2 separate regions of the Mus musculus genome follow, and region 2 is linked to region 1. The links are chromatin contacts, called in public Hi-C maps. All regions are on one chromosome and are shown on one strand. The core of a region is the stretch at or near the end of the contact, and the rest is flanking DNA. Distances in the headings are between cores, read along the strand shown. Region 1 holds the start of Cplx2 (complexin 2). Region 2 holds the start of Cdhr2 (cadherin-related family member 2).

Region 1 (6,290 bases), core at 3,501-6,000:
ACATCTGACCATGTCTAGAAGAATTGGAAGGGCTCAGGGTAGATGTAAGGGGATAGAAGTCACAACAGGACACTTGAAAAAAGAACCCGAGACAAGAGAAGGGGGAATCACATCCAAACAACCTCCTTTTGGTCGATGGTGAGGTGCTGCAGACTGGAAAACAGACAAGAAAATGCAAGGTTTCAGGAAAGCTCCAGATGAGAGGGAGCAACTGTGTAGGGATGCCCCAGAGTACACTGTGTGGGCTGGAATGGGGCTGCTTTGACATGCTAATGGGCGCCTGGATGGGGAGATGGGCACGGATAAAGGGCATGCAGGACCCAGGAGGAACTGGTAGGCGGATGCTAGTGGGGAGCCAAACTGAGGATGAGGCTCTGGGGATGAGAACGGATCCCTAGAGAATTTCCACAGACTGGTAACTCACATGTTACCAGTGAGTCAGGGTGCAGGTGTGAAATCTTGGAACTTTCTGGAAAACTACAGGGTTCTAGGAGTCTCTCGCCTTCCTGAATGGGCAGGAGCCGGTGTGCTGGCTTACAGCCTTTAGGGTGGAGAGGAAGTGGGAAGGAAGCTTGTCACCTCTAGTAGCATATTTTGCACAGTGATCAGGACAAATTTCTGGCTGCTCATGCACACATCTAACTGCTTCTGCTGCCCCACACAATGACGTGCGTGCCCACCTGTTGTGTGTGTGTGTGTGTCCACCCGTTGTGGCTCACATTTATACCTGCTGATAGTTACCCAAGACCACCATCCTAACACTCCCTTGGGTCATCTCTAGTTGATAGCAACACATTGGTAACCAGAAACAGTGGCACACCCTTAGAACCTCTGAATCTAGAACAGTTCATTTTATTTTTGGCCCTATGGTACACAGCCATTTGGTACATACACAATTGTATGTGTGTACCATTGCCTTACAGTGGATCCCTCCATAGTACCGTTGATGACATATCCTGTTGTAAAATGAAGTTAGCTTTGTACTGTCACATTAGCTCTTAACAGGAGGGACTCAGCAGCAGGCAATGAGAGTCAGTGGCAGCAGACCCAGGTATGTCACACAATACAACAGCAATGGCACCTGCATCCTCTACGGATGCTGCCCACTCCCACGATGGCCGCATGCACAGGCACACCATTGCACAGTGGCAAGTTGGCCTTCCCACCACGTCACTCCATGTTGACAAAGGTAGTTCGTGAGACTCACACCATACCCTAGACATTGTCGGCGACAAGAAGGAAGATAGTCACCAGGGGAGCAATATGACGTGGGACCTTTCTCTATGCTCCAACCCCCACCGTTCTTTCTTCTGCTGGCACCAGGCCACCCTCCCAAACAAAGGCCAATGCTGCCCCCCCAGGCTCAAGCTAGAACCACAGGATGTGGGCAGCTCAGGCCTCCCTGAACCCAGTCCATACCAGCTGAGGTATTCTGCAGCCAGCAAAGTCAAACCAGATCTGTCATTTCCTTTTTTTTCCCCCATGGCATCCAGAGTGCTTGCTGGGGTGAAGGAGGTGACAGAGCAGGGGTGGGAGGTCAGGGGGGGCAGCTGACCTTTGGACAGGCACTCTCTGGAAGCCATTCTCACTGACATGCACATTTGCAGCCTATGACAGCTGTCACTTCTCACGCACTGTTCCTCGGTGCTGTGGAAGTCCTAGCATTGGCTTTCCTAATTGGCTTCCTAGTGAACATCCAAGGCATAGCTACACCATATCGTGAATCTTTCCAAACCTGGATCCGTCTCCCTGCTCTCAACGCTCTGTGAAGACCAGAGGCTGCCTGCTTGTACCTCCCCTGCCCACGCTCGATTACAGTGAGCTAGCTGGATTAGAGAGGCAGGAGGGGGAAGAGATACCACAGTCTGCATGACAGGAGCATTCTGATCTGAGTGTAAATATATGGTGTGTGTGTGTGTGTGTGTGTGTGTGTGTGTGTGTGTGTGTGTGTGTGCGAGCACTCACGAAAGCTTGCAGGCATGTGTGTGTGTGTGTGTGTTAGAAACCAGACAACAGGAATGGTTATAAATACCAGTGAGATATAGATAGATAGATAGATAGATAGATAGATAGATAGATAGATAGATAGATAGATAGAGATATATCACATGCACACACGTGCACACACACACACATTATACATATGCTGCAAACGTTCCACTTGCATAGGTTAGAGAAGGTCGGATCGTACCAGAAGAGAAGCAGCTCAGAGCACTAGAAGGCCCATGAGTCCCAGTGCCCTATCAGCTGGAATTCTGGCTCTGTTCAAGACTTACTTTCTCCCCCTGGGCTTCAATGTCTGCATCTTGAAAATGATGGTTTGTAGAAATTAAATGAAAAAGTGTGACTTATATAAAAGCCCCAAAGTTGGCACCTCAGGCCCTTTGGGGGTGTAGTTCATGGCCGAGTTTAGTGGCATTATCATCATTGGGGGATATTTGGAACAGTCAGCTACTTTTCTTAAATAATAACAGAGAATTTGGGAACCATGTCCGGGCAGAAAGGACTCCTCCCCACACCTCTGTTTGGCTGTGGGAAATAGCTCTGCTGTGAGTTATCCCTAATCGATCAACAGGACGAAGCTTCAAAACTTGGCCAAGCTGAACTTCTGTCCATCAGTAAGATTTCTGCGACTAGGCTCAGTTCATGTCAAATAATGAGGATTTTAAAGAGAGAGAGAGAGAAAGAGAGAGAGAGAGAGAGAGAGAGAGAGAGAGAGAGAGAGAGAGAGAGAGATTCACAAAAGGCTTGGATTCATATGTGACCGCCACCCAGATGGTCAGTCCTCTTATCAGCTTCAGCCTTGAGCTGGGACACACAGGCAGGGCTGGATAGCACCACCTGAGATCTGGGTCTTCCTCTTAGAGCTACAGCCTGCCTCTCTTTACCCATTGTCCTAAGGCTGTCTCCAGTAATGGCAGGGGCGGGGGGGGGGGACAGGGAGAACCCTGTAGCTCTGGTTTTCCCCTGCATTGGTTATTTTATCCACCTCAGCAAGCATACCCTTAGCATCTACTTTGCCAACTACTAACCTAAGGCAATTTCAATTAGCCAAGATTCATCAGCCCTTCCAGGACTAACACCCTCTCTGTTCTGTTCTGAGGGTAGGAAGCCACCCTCCGGCCCTTCAACCTCACTAGCCCCCGCCCAGCCTCCTCTCAAGAGCTGGATGGACCCGGTGCTTACACAAGCCCAGCTTAAAACGCAGCACCCAGGGCTGAACTCTGTCTTTTTATCTGAAGTGCAACTTGGATTTTGATGCTAGCTTGATCAACGTCCGTGTCAAAGGCAAAGCCCCAGTTGTAGCCAGAGTGCAGCTGGCACAGGCCCCCTTCACAGAGCATGTTTGCTGAAGAACTTGTAGAAAGGAAGAGACAGAGGCAGGCAGGGGAAGGGGTGCGGGGGGGGGGGAAGATTGCAGGTCTTAAAATGTCAGATCTCTTGGCTTCCAACTCCCTTTGGGCATTAGTGGCCAGTCTAAGTGTCTCTAATGAAACAGGAGCGTGTGACACACACACACACACACACACTTTAGGCCACCTAAATAGAGGGGCCCTGCCATCATACAAAGCTCCTGGTCTGCAGGGGAGCAGGGGGTGCACACTGATGTCTTCTGACTTGTAAGGTTTCTCCCACGTTAAGGCATCTACTGTGAACCCCTCCTTTCCCTCCCTGGATTCTGCCCTACCGCAGCTTGCAGCTCTTGCTCCTGGGAGAGAAGCCATCTCATCTCAGAAGCAGAAGTCATCCCCACTCTGACATAGCTCTGATGGATGCATGAACTTCTGCACTGCTTCCAAAGGCCAGGTGCAAGGCCCTCCCCACTGGAGCCATTTTCCTACACCTCTGGCTGGATGAAAAGAAGGGGCGGGGAGCCAATAGGTGGCAGGCAGAAAGGAGAGGCTCATTAGGAGAGAGGGGGAAAGATGAGTATGGGGGGAGGCTGAGCGAGTAGTAGGGGTCCCCCTGTTGTCTACTCCCTTCTCTTCCCTGGGCTTAGGAGGGAAAGCAGCGCCTTCTAGAATAACATAACCAGAGAACTATTCCTTCTTCCGAGGATAACACATCTACAGAAGACCAGGAGTAGCTCACCTAGGGTTCCCGCTGCAATTTTGCAGCAGTCTTTCTGCTTCTGGGTCCAGAGCAGAGAGCCACTCACCCACTAGGAGGGCCTTCCTCATCCCACACACCAGTGGTTCTGGAGTGAGCGCATAGCTGGACACTACAGTCATAAACTGCAGAAACGATGTGACAGTGGACTGTCTAGTCCAGAAGCCGCTCCCAGGCACAAAGAAGGGGTGATTGAAACTGGGGCTCCTTTAGGGAATTGGGCACCCCAACGGGAGTGTGCCTATCGTAGTGTGCCCAGAGTAACCAAAGAGAACTTTCCTGAAGAGGTGATTACTTGAGTTTCTGCTTTTAAAATCCTTTCTTCCACTCGTGCCCCCAAAGCCCTTCCAAACCTTCGAGCTTGTGGTTCTTGAACACGGAGGAGTTGGGAATGAAGCCTAGCTGCAGGCAGATCGGTACAGCTTAACGCGGAGAGAATAAAAGAGTAGAAAGGAGATAAGGAAGAGAGGGGAAAATGAGGGGGAGGAGACAGTGAGAGGGAAAGGAGAATGAAGAGAGGGGGAACAGGAAAGAGAGGGGAGAAAAGGGAGGGAGTGCAGGAGGGAGGAAAAGGGAGGGAGAGAGAGAGGGAGGGAAGAGAGAGAGAGAGAGAGAGAGAGAGAGAGAGAGAGAGAGAGAGGTTTTGAATTTCCCTTCTGGAAGAGAAGCTGTACGGCGTCAGGGCCTGGCTGAGGGGCGTGATTGGAGGGCGCCTTAGGCATCCGCCCGCCCGCGGCAGCAGCCTCGGCCCCAGCTTGCCTGGCGGAGTTACACCAGGCAGCGGCGCGAGCTGGCTGAGCACACGGCACCGCCTGCTGGAGTCAGCCGGAGCCCTGCAGTGGCTTAGACGGTTGCTGGGACCACCAGGTCGGTGCTGGCCGTGGGCCGGGGAGGCGGAGCCGGGCTGGGGGCAGTGGGGGAACGCTCTGGCTCCGGAACAGCGGGGAAGCCGGGCAGTGTAGCTTTGAGGGGCTCCCCAAGACCGCGGGGCGCTGCGCTGGGACTGCGGCCCCTACCCGCTCGCTGTGGTGCTGAAGGGACAGCTCCCCGCGGAGGCCAGGGGGACCGCTGGAGCTGCAGACTCGGGGCAGGAAGATGTGGGCAGATGCGCACCCGGAGCAGTGGGGCTTGGGGAGCTCCGACCGCCCCGAGTGCGGAGACTCAAGTGTGAACCTGGAGAACAACTTCGAGCCCGCAAGACTAGGGTGGGGGACGTGGTCCTCGGCTGCTTGGGGTGTGGCTACCCCTGAAGCCCTCCCGGACCCTCTGCTACAGGAGCAGAGAGTCACCCCGAGGGGTAGAGTTCGGTTCCCAAGGGAACCCGAGGGTGGCAGAGGCCAGGTGGAGAGAGGAGAGGCCACGTCGGTGGGGGGCAGGGGGGCTATTTGTCCTCTTCCCGCAGGAGCGCTGTTGGAGTAGCACGAGCCTGTGCAGGGTCACAGGCTGCTCCTCAGTCTCAGACCCTCCTCTCCCTGGCAAAGTTTAAGAGCAGGCGAAGGTTCAGAATTGAGAGGCAAGTGTTGGGGGAAGGGGACACGCACTGACCAACTAAGGGCCCCAGGGCAGAGCTGTTGGTCTCCATGAGGGCCGGGGGAGCGGCGCCTGGAAGCCTGCCCTCTCTTCTGTGGGGGGAAAACCCCCGCACTTTCATGACCCAGACGACTGATCCTTTTACTCTGGCCGGACCTCGCTGCACCCCCCGCCCCCCCCCCCCCACACACACACACCCTCCCCGCCACCTCTGAGACGTCTTGCTGCTAGGGGCGTGGGGTGGGGAAGTAGGGGAGACGTCCTCTGTCTCAGCCACTGCCATTAGCGTGGAGTCCCTTGCAAAAAAACAAAAAACAAAAAAACAACGGAGTGTTGAATTGAGTTGTGATTGTAGCCCGTACTTGAATCAGAGAAAAACAGCCGCAAAGACAAACACTGCAGGTGCTCATGTGTGCTTGTCAGAAGGAGGGGCCCGGTTTCTGGGACTCGAACTGGAACTAGAGCAGGTGCCTTAGCTGCCTTTGGCTGGGACTGACAGCAGGGGTGTGGGAGTGTGGGGTCTGGAGGAAAGATGAGGGGCCTGCCCTGGGTCCCCGGTGACTGGCAGCATGGAAACATTTGCATCAGCCTACCTACACCCCCTCCCCCTTTCCCCCAGTCCAACACCCTACCAGCAGCACCATCCTCCA
Region 2 (5,817 bases), core at 1,941-4,440, 330 kb after region 1:
AGAGGCTTAGCAATTGGGAGATGATGAGGCCACAGTCAAGTTCTGGCCTCTTACCCCTGTCCTTGCATCTGTGGAGTATTGAAGGAGCAGGGACTCTAACGGCTAAGGGGAATGTAGTCAGAGCAGAAATGAAATACACAAAGAAAAAAGGCAACATATTGGTTTAGGTGAAGAATTCTACAGTAGATGGACTTCAAACATGGTTGTTCATGAGCTAAGGAAAGTCACCAAGAAGATATTGTTTTTATTTTCTTATTCGTTTGTTTTTAGACAGGGTCTGCCTCCAGAGCAATGGATTGATGGATTAAAGGCCTCTGTTTTACCTAGTCTTGGGGTATCTCACTTATTTGCCTTCATGACATTAAAACAGCTGTGTGATGCCCTTGTCATTTTTTTACAGTTTAGACTCCACACTGGGGGGGGGGGGAGGATCCATGCTCTCAACCATTCCAAATGAAGCCGTTTATTTGAGCTTAATTATTAGATTTGCTTGTCTTTCTTGTTTCTCTCTCTCTCTCTCTCTCTCTCTCCCCCCTCTGTCTTCCTTCCTTCCTCTCTTTCTTCCTTCCTCTCTTTCTTCCTTTTTTTCTTTCTTTCTTCTTTTCTTTTTTCCTTTCTTTTTATTTTAAGATACCACGTCTCCCAGGCTGACCTTGAACTCGTCATTCTCTTGCCTGTCCCTTCCTGCTGGGATTAGAAGCACAGGCCAACATGGCTAACTTCTCATTCTTATAACCAAACCTATCTGTTTGCTGTGGCCCTAAGTCTGACTGGCTGGGCCTTAGCCACATACCCAGCATGGAGTGGAGGAGCCACGTTTCTGGGTTTCCTAAAAGAAACTAGAGGACCATTCCCTGGATAAGGGCTCCTGGGCTATTTGCACATTGGTACCCATGATGGAGGTCAGGGTAGGGGAATGCTTTGTGGGCAGGGAGAAGCACAGAGGACACCCATGGGGGAGTGATGAGGAGGGCAGCATTTTCTCTCTGAGAGTGGGCTCCTCTCAGTCACTAGCCATCAAGGGACACGAGCATGAATTTAGGCTCCATTCCTTGGTGGGGGAGGGTAGACCCTGCAAACAGAGTCCTTTATTCTGGTGGTATCCAGCATCCGTGAGACACAATGTAAAGCACACAGTAGGTTGAAGTGGAAACTTTTGGTTTCTTTGGAAAGTCAGTCATGTCAAATAATGTTCTGCCGGGGCACACAGATGAAAGGCTGTTCTGCTAAAGCAGACACATGAAAGGACGCATGATGTTTAGAAAGATGATAAATATGACTCCACAGACACTGGGAGCTCGAGCATTGACTGGTTCCACCTCACTCGCTAGTCTTCGCTGACGACCTTCATGTATTGGTTGGCCTTACATTGTGTTGGTGAGCTTTGCTTGTGGTGGAAAGAAACTCGTCTAAGAACTCCTGAGGTTTCTTGTGGCTTCTTGCAGCTTCAGCAAGCTCCAGCCCGTTGGTGAGACTCCCAGTTTCTTTTGATTCGTGTGTGATGTCTGTTGAGTGGACTGGACTGCAGCTGCTGATTGGGGTTTGGTGTTTCCTCGTGGACTGAACTAAGGAGAAAGAAGATTGGAAGATCCCAAAGAACTGTTTCTAAACAGGCCCACTTCCAGGGGCTGGAGAGATGGCTCAGCGGTTAAGAGCATTGACTGCTCTTCCAGAGGCCATGAGTTCAATTCCCAGTAACCACATGGTGGCTCACAACCATCTATAATGGGATCTGATGCCCTCTTCTGGTGTGTCTGAAGACAGCTACAGTGTATTCATATACATAAAATAAAAAAATAAATCTAAAACAAAAAAAGGTCCACTTCCCCATATCCTTTTTTTTGTTTGTTTTTTGTTTTTTGAGACAGGGTTTCTCTGTGTAGCCCTGGCTGTCCTGGAACTCACTCTGTAGACCAGGCAGGCTGGCCTTGAACTCAGAAATCCACCTGCCTCTGCCTCCCGAGTGCTGGGATTAAAGGCATGTGCTAACATGCCCACTCACTTCCCCATATTCTAATAAACTTTCCTACTACCTCTGGTGGGTGGTGGGCTAGAGGGGAGGTTGAACCCTTATGGAAGTAGGTTGTGAAAAATACATGCCCACACTAGGTGCTCAGCAAATACAGATTCTCCTCCTTCCTCAGAGACGTGAGGCCAGCCTTCAATGGGACCTTGCAGAACCATGAGCTCTTTGGGTAGATTGGTGCTTCCTGAGAACCCGCAGCAGCACACCAGGATTGCACAGGGATGCCTCGGTCTCCAGAGCGAACAGCAGCCACTCAGCCAGGAAGGGGCGCACGGCTGGTGAGCTGCAGCATGGGCCTCCTTCCTACTATGAGGTAAGATGAAATGAACTTGGGGACCTGTTCCCCCGAGGGAGGCCACCACTGGGAGTGTGTGGAGCCCCTGGGGCAGTGTGTGATCCTGCCCTTTGATTTTGTTTGTTTGTTTGTTTGTTTGTTTGTTTGTTTTGTTTTCATTTGTTTTTTGAGACGGGGTTTCTCTGTCTAGCCCTGGCTGCCCTGGGACTAGCTCTGTAGACCAGGTTGGCCTCAACTCAGATATCTCCCTGCCTCTACTTCCCAAGTCCTGGGATCAAAGGCACCACTGCCTGGCTTGTTTTTGTTTCTTTGAGATAACATCTTATTATGTCTGGTTTAAAACTGGTTATAGAGACCAGCTAGGCCTGGTACTCACAGGGATCCACCTGCCTCTGTCTTCTGAGTGCTGGGATTAAGGACATATGCCACTATGCCCAGTGTTGGCCCTGCCCTTTGATGTCCTGCTTAGAGGGGACAAATACAGGGCTGAAAAGGCCTTGTTGGAACTGCAGGGTGGGTACCCCTTCATGCCGGCCTCGGGGCTTGGCCTGAGGGCTCAAGGGCTTGATAGCTGTCAAGTCTCTTCATCCCAAGAGATCTCCCCACACCGCTTTCTCTACAGGTCCCCACTGAAGATGAGCCAGGAGAGGACAGAAGGTCCTGACATGACCTCTGACTGTCACCACCTCTTGCTTGCAGTGAGACCCTGGGCTGGGCATTTGCCCCTTCTCTGTCACTGGGCCTGCCTATTCCTCCAGGGTTTTGCCTGCTCTGGTCACAGCCAGTGCCTTCTGAGGAGGTGTGGTCTCTGCATGGTTAATGATTGCTCAGAAGAGGTGGAGATGGTGCCAAAGTCTGCGCTGTGTTCTGCCGGCCCCAGACGGCGCCCACCTGTGACTGGTGTACATCACTGCCTCTGGGCCCCTTCCAGGGGCTGTCCAGATCAGCTGCTTCTGGGGGGGCTCTTAGCCCGAGGGTAAGCCTGGGTGGGGGGCTGTCCTTGGGATTGAGGCAAACTTTGAGTTCTTTCAGACTCAGTTTCCTGGCATCTGGAGTATGGAGGGAACACCAAGGGGAAGAGCTAGCTGTGGCGTTAGCTACTTGTCATGGGGAGGGCGGGAATTGATGAAGCTACCCGTGAAGCCTGTTTCTTCTAGAATGTAGGGTAAGATCTCCTCTCTAGGCAGTGGCAACCTCCTGTTTGCCTTCCTAAGTCCCTGAGAAGTGAATTGGCTACCTCATCTGTTACCTAAAAGGAGAAGATGAGGAAGATGGCTGAATCTGTCCCGGAGCCTGAGGAGGAAAGGCTGGCTCCACTCCGCCAGGCTCAGATCTTCATTCAGCTCCATGCAGACTTTGAGTGAGCTGCTGACTGCTTTTGGGCCTCAGTCTTTGCGTCTGTGGAGTGGGCACAGTACTAGTAGCCCCTGGAGGGCTCGTGAATCAGATATGGCAGGGTACGGAGGCTGTCCCTCTCAGACTCAGAGATCAAACGCTAGGTCACCTCAGGGAGGACTAACGATGCTGGTCCCAACCCTAACTTAGTCCTTGTCCTGGTCACAGGGTAAAGACTCAGCCAGGCCAGCTTGTGTCTTCAAACAGGACTTACATGCTGACTGGTCCCAGGTAGCATATCAGAGAATAATGACATTCCCCTGACCAGCCTAGGCCATAGCCTGCTCTCACCTCATTCCTCAGAGGAAAACCAAAGCTGAGGACAAGGGAGGCTCGCCCAGTGCTGGACAGACAGTATGTGAAATGCTAAAATCCTAACTTGGGGCCTGATCCATACCCGTCTCTCAGAGGAAGCAGCCAGGAGGGCGGGCACCATCTCTGGCTACAGGAAGCCCGGTATCCCTGGAAACTTAAAGGTCCCTGGGTCCGTATCTTGGGGAGCTGGATCACTTGGCTGGGCTGGTGGAATTAGGAGAGACCTTTGTTAGGCTCAGCAGAATGGTACCTGGGTCTAGCCTTGCCTGCAGCTGGTGATTGACCTTCTATCTTTGTTGTTGACTGTCCCTCTGATCTGATCTCTGTTTTCTTAGGGCAATGGAGAGTAACTGTGAGGTAGCTGCTTCCTTCCTGTGAGGCAGCTGTGGGAAGGAAGCAGAAGCGAAAGGAAGGGCTCAGGGAGCTGTGGAGGCTGAGGCAGGGTGGGGTGGCTGTGGGGTTAGCGAGCCCGCCCGTGGCTGAGCCTTTAGCAGGGGAGGGCTCCCTTCCTCTGTAGCCTTCCAAGATGTCCTGGGGTCTTCACATCCAGTCGACTGAATTGTAGAGTCTTTGGTTTCCTGGAGTCTTGTCGAACTGCGGCCAATGTGTCCGCTGAGACAAGAGAGAGGAAACCCCTGCTGTGTCAGGCCTGGCAGAGCATGACCTGGGTCTGGGGGTCCGTAGAGTGATCTGGAGCCCCTATGCTCCTGACTTTTCCTCAGACACTTTATAGGTGAATAGCTGTGCAGTTTTGTTTTTAACTGACACAAAGTAATTGAACATATTGATAGAGTCCAGCAGACCATCTCCACATTCCAGGGTGTGTCCTTCACAGCTACCATGCTCTCTGTGGTAGAGAGCCTCCTGTCCAGCCCCAAACCAGTGGGCTGGGAGCCTGGGAGCAAGGACCTGGGATTTCTAGGTTCTAGATCTGTTCTTTCTTTCATCTTTCTCCACTATCCCTATCTTCTTCTCCCTCCCTCCTTGCTTCTCTTTCCTTTTACGGGTCTCTCAATACAGCTCAGCCTTATATAGAACCAGAGGGCCTCCTCTCTGCTGAGCACTGGGATACTGGCTGGGCTCCAGGCCCAGTTTCCCATCATTTAAAGAAGTAGAGTGGTTGGGAGCTGGCATCAGTGGTGTCTCACATGAGCCTATGTTTGACTTGTGGTCCTCCATAGGAGAAAAGGGCACCTAGGGGACGTTCGCCCAGCTCCAGTGCCTGGGCACATGGCCTCCCTTCTTCCATATGACCTGTAGCATATGTTCCCTGACTGGAGCTCAGCGGCTCTGGCTGTGAGTCTTGAAGGACAGAGAGAATTTGCACATGGGCAAGGGACACAAGAGGGCCTTTGGGGCTGAAGAGACACATGCAAATCTAGGGTAAAGAGAACGCAGGGTGTGTGTGTGTGTGTGTGTGTGTGTGTGTGTGTGTGTGTGTACTGTGTGTGTGTGTGTACTGGATACCACAGAGGAAAAGGGATCCACTCTTGGAAGGTGAAACCTGGGTCCCCTAAGAATTTGTCTTGCCAAGGGTGGGAAGTATGGCCCACAGCCAGTCTGAGCCTTGCACGGGTCTGGTCTTGAGAGTGCCTGTGCCTATAGAGGTAAGGCTGGTCACCTGGTACTTTCCTATCTCATAACACATTTTTCTTAAGTGATGGAGTCTGGGAGATACTGCTGCTGCCAAGTGCAGAACTTTGGCCTCATTATGGTCAGTGAGTATGTTTGTGAAAAGTCAGTGACAAAGGGGACAAGACTGTGAAACTCGGGGTCAACTCATACA

The links. Hi-C and Micro-C count contacts between places; a contact is called where the count stands out from the background.
Region 2: a contact with region 1 is called in a Hi-C map of pro-B cells, with 2.5 times the contacts expected there. The contact joins the promoter of Cdhr2 here to the promoter of Cplx2 in region 1. A contact is called at or near these places in 1 of 484 Hi-C or Micro-C datasets (pro-B cells) and 1 of 115 datasets of contacts at active chromatin or transcription factors (large pre-B cells).

The regions. Positions count from the first base shown.
Region 1 is chr13:54,366,599-54,372,888 of GRCm38.p6, forward strand. It overlaps Cplx2 (complexin 2), which reads left to right and starts at 4,751. Exons shown (of 4, transcript NM_009946.3): 1 at 4,751-4,977. The region is part of intron 1 of LOC115488208 (a long non-coding RNA gene); the gene reads right to left.
Region 2 is chr13:54,698,273-54,704,089 of GRCm38.p6, forward strand. Cdhr2 (cadherin-related family member 2) reads left to right here and starts at 3,191. Exons shown (of 32, transcript NM_001033364.3): 1 at 3,191-3,297.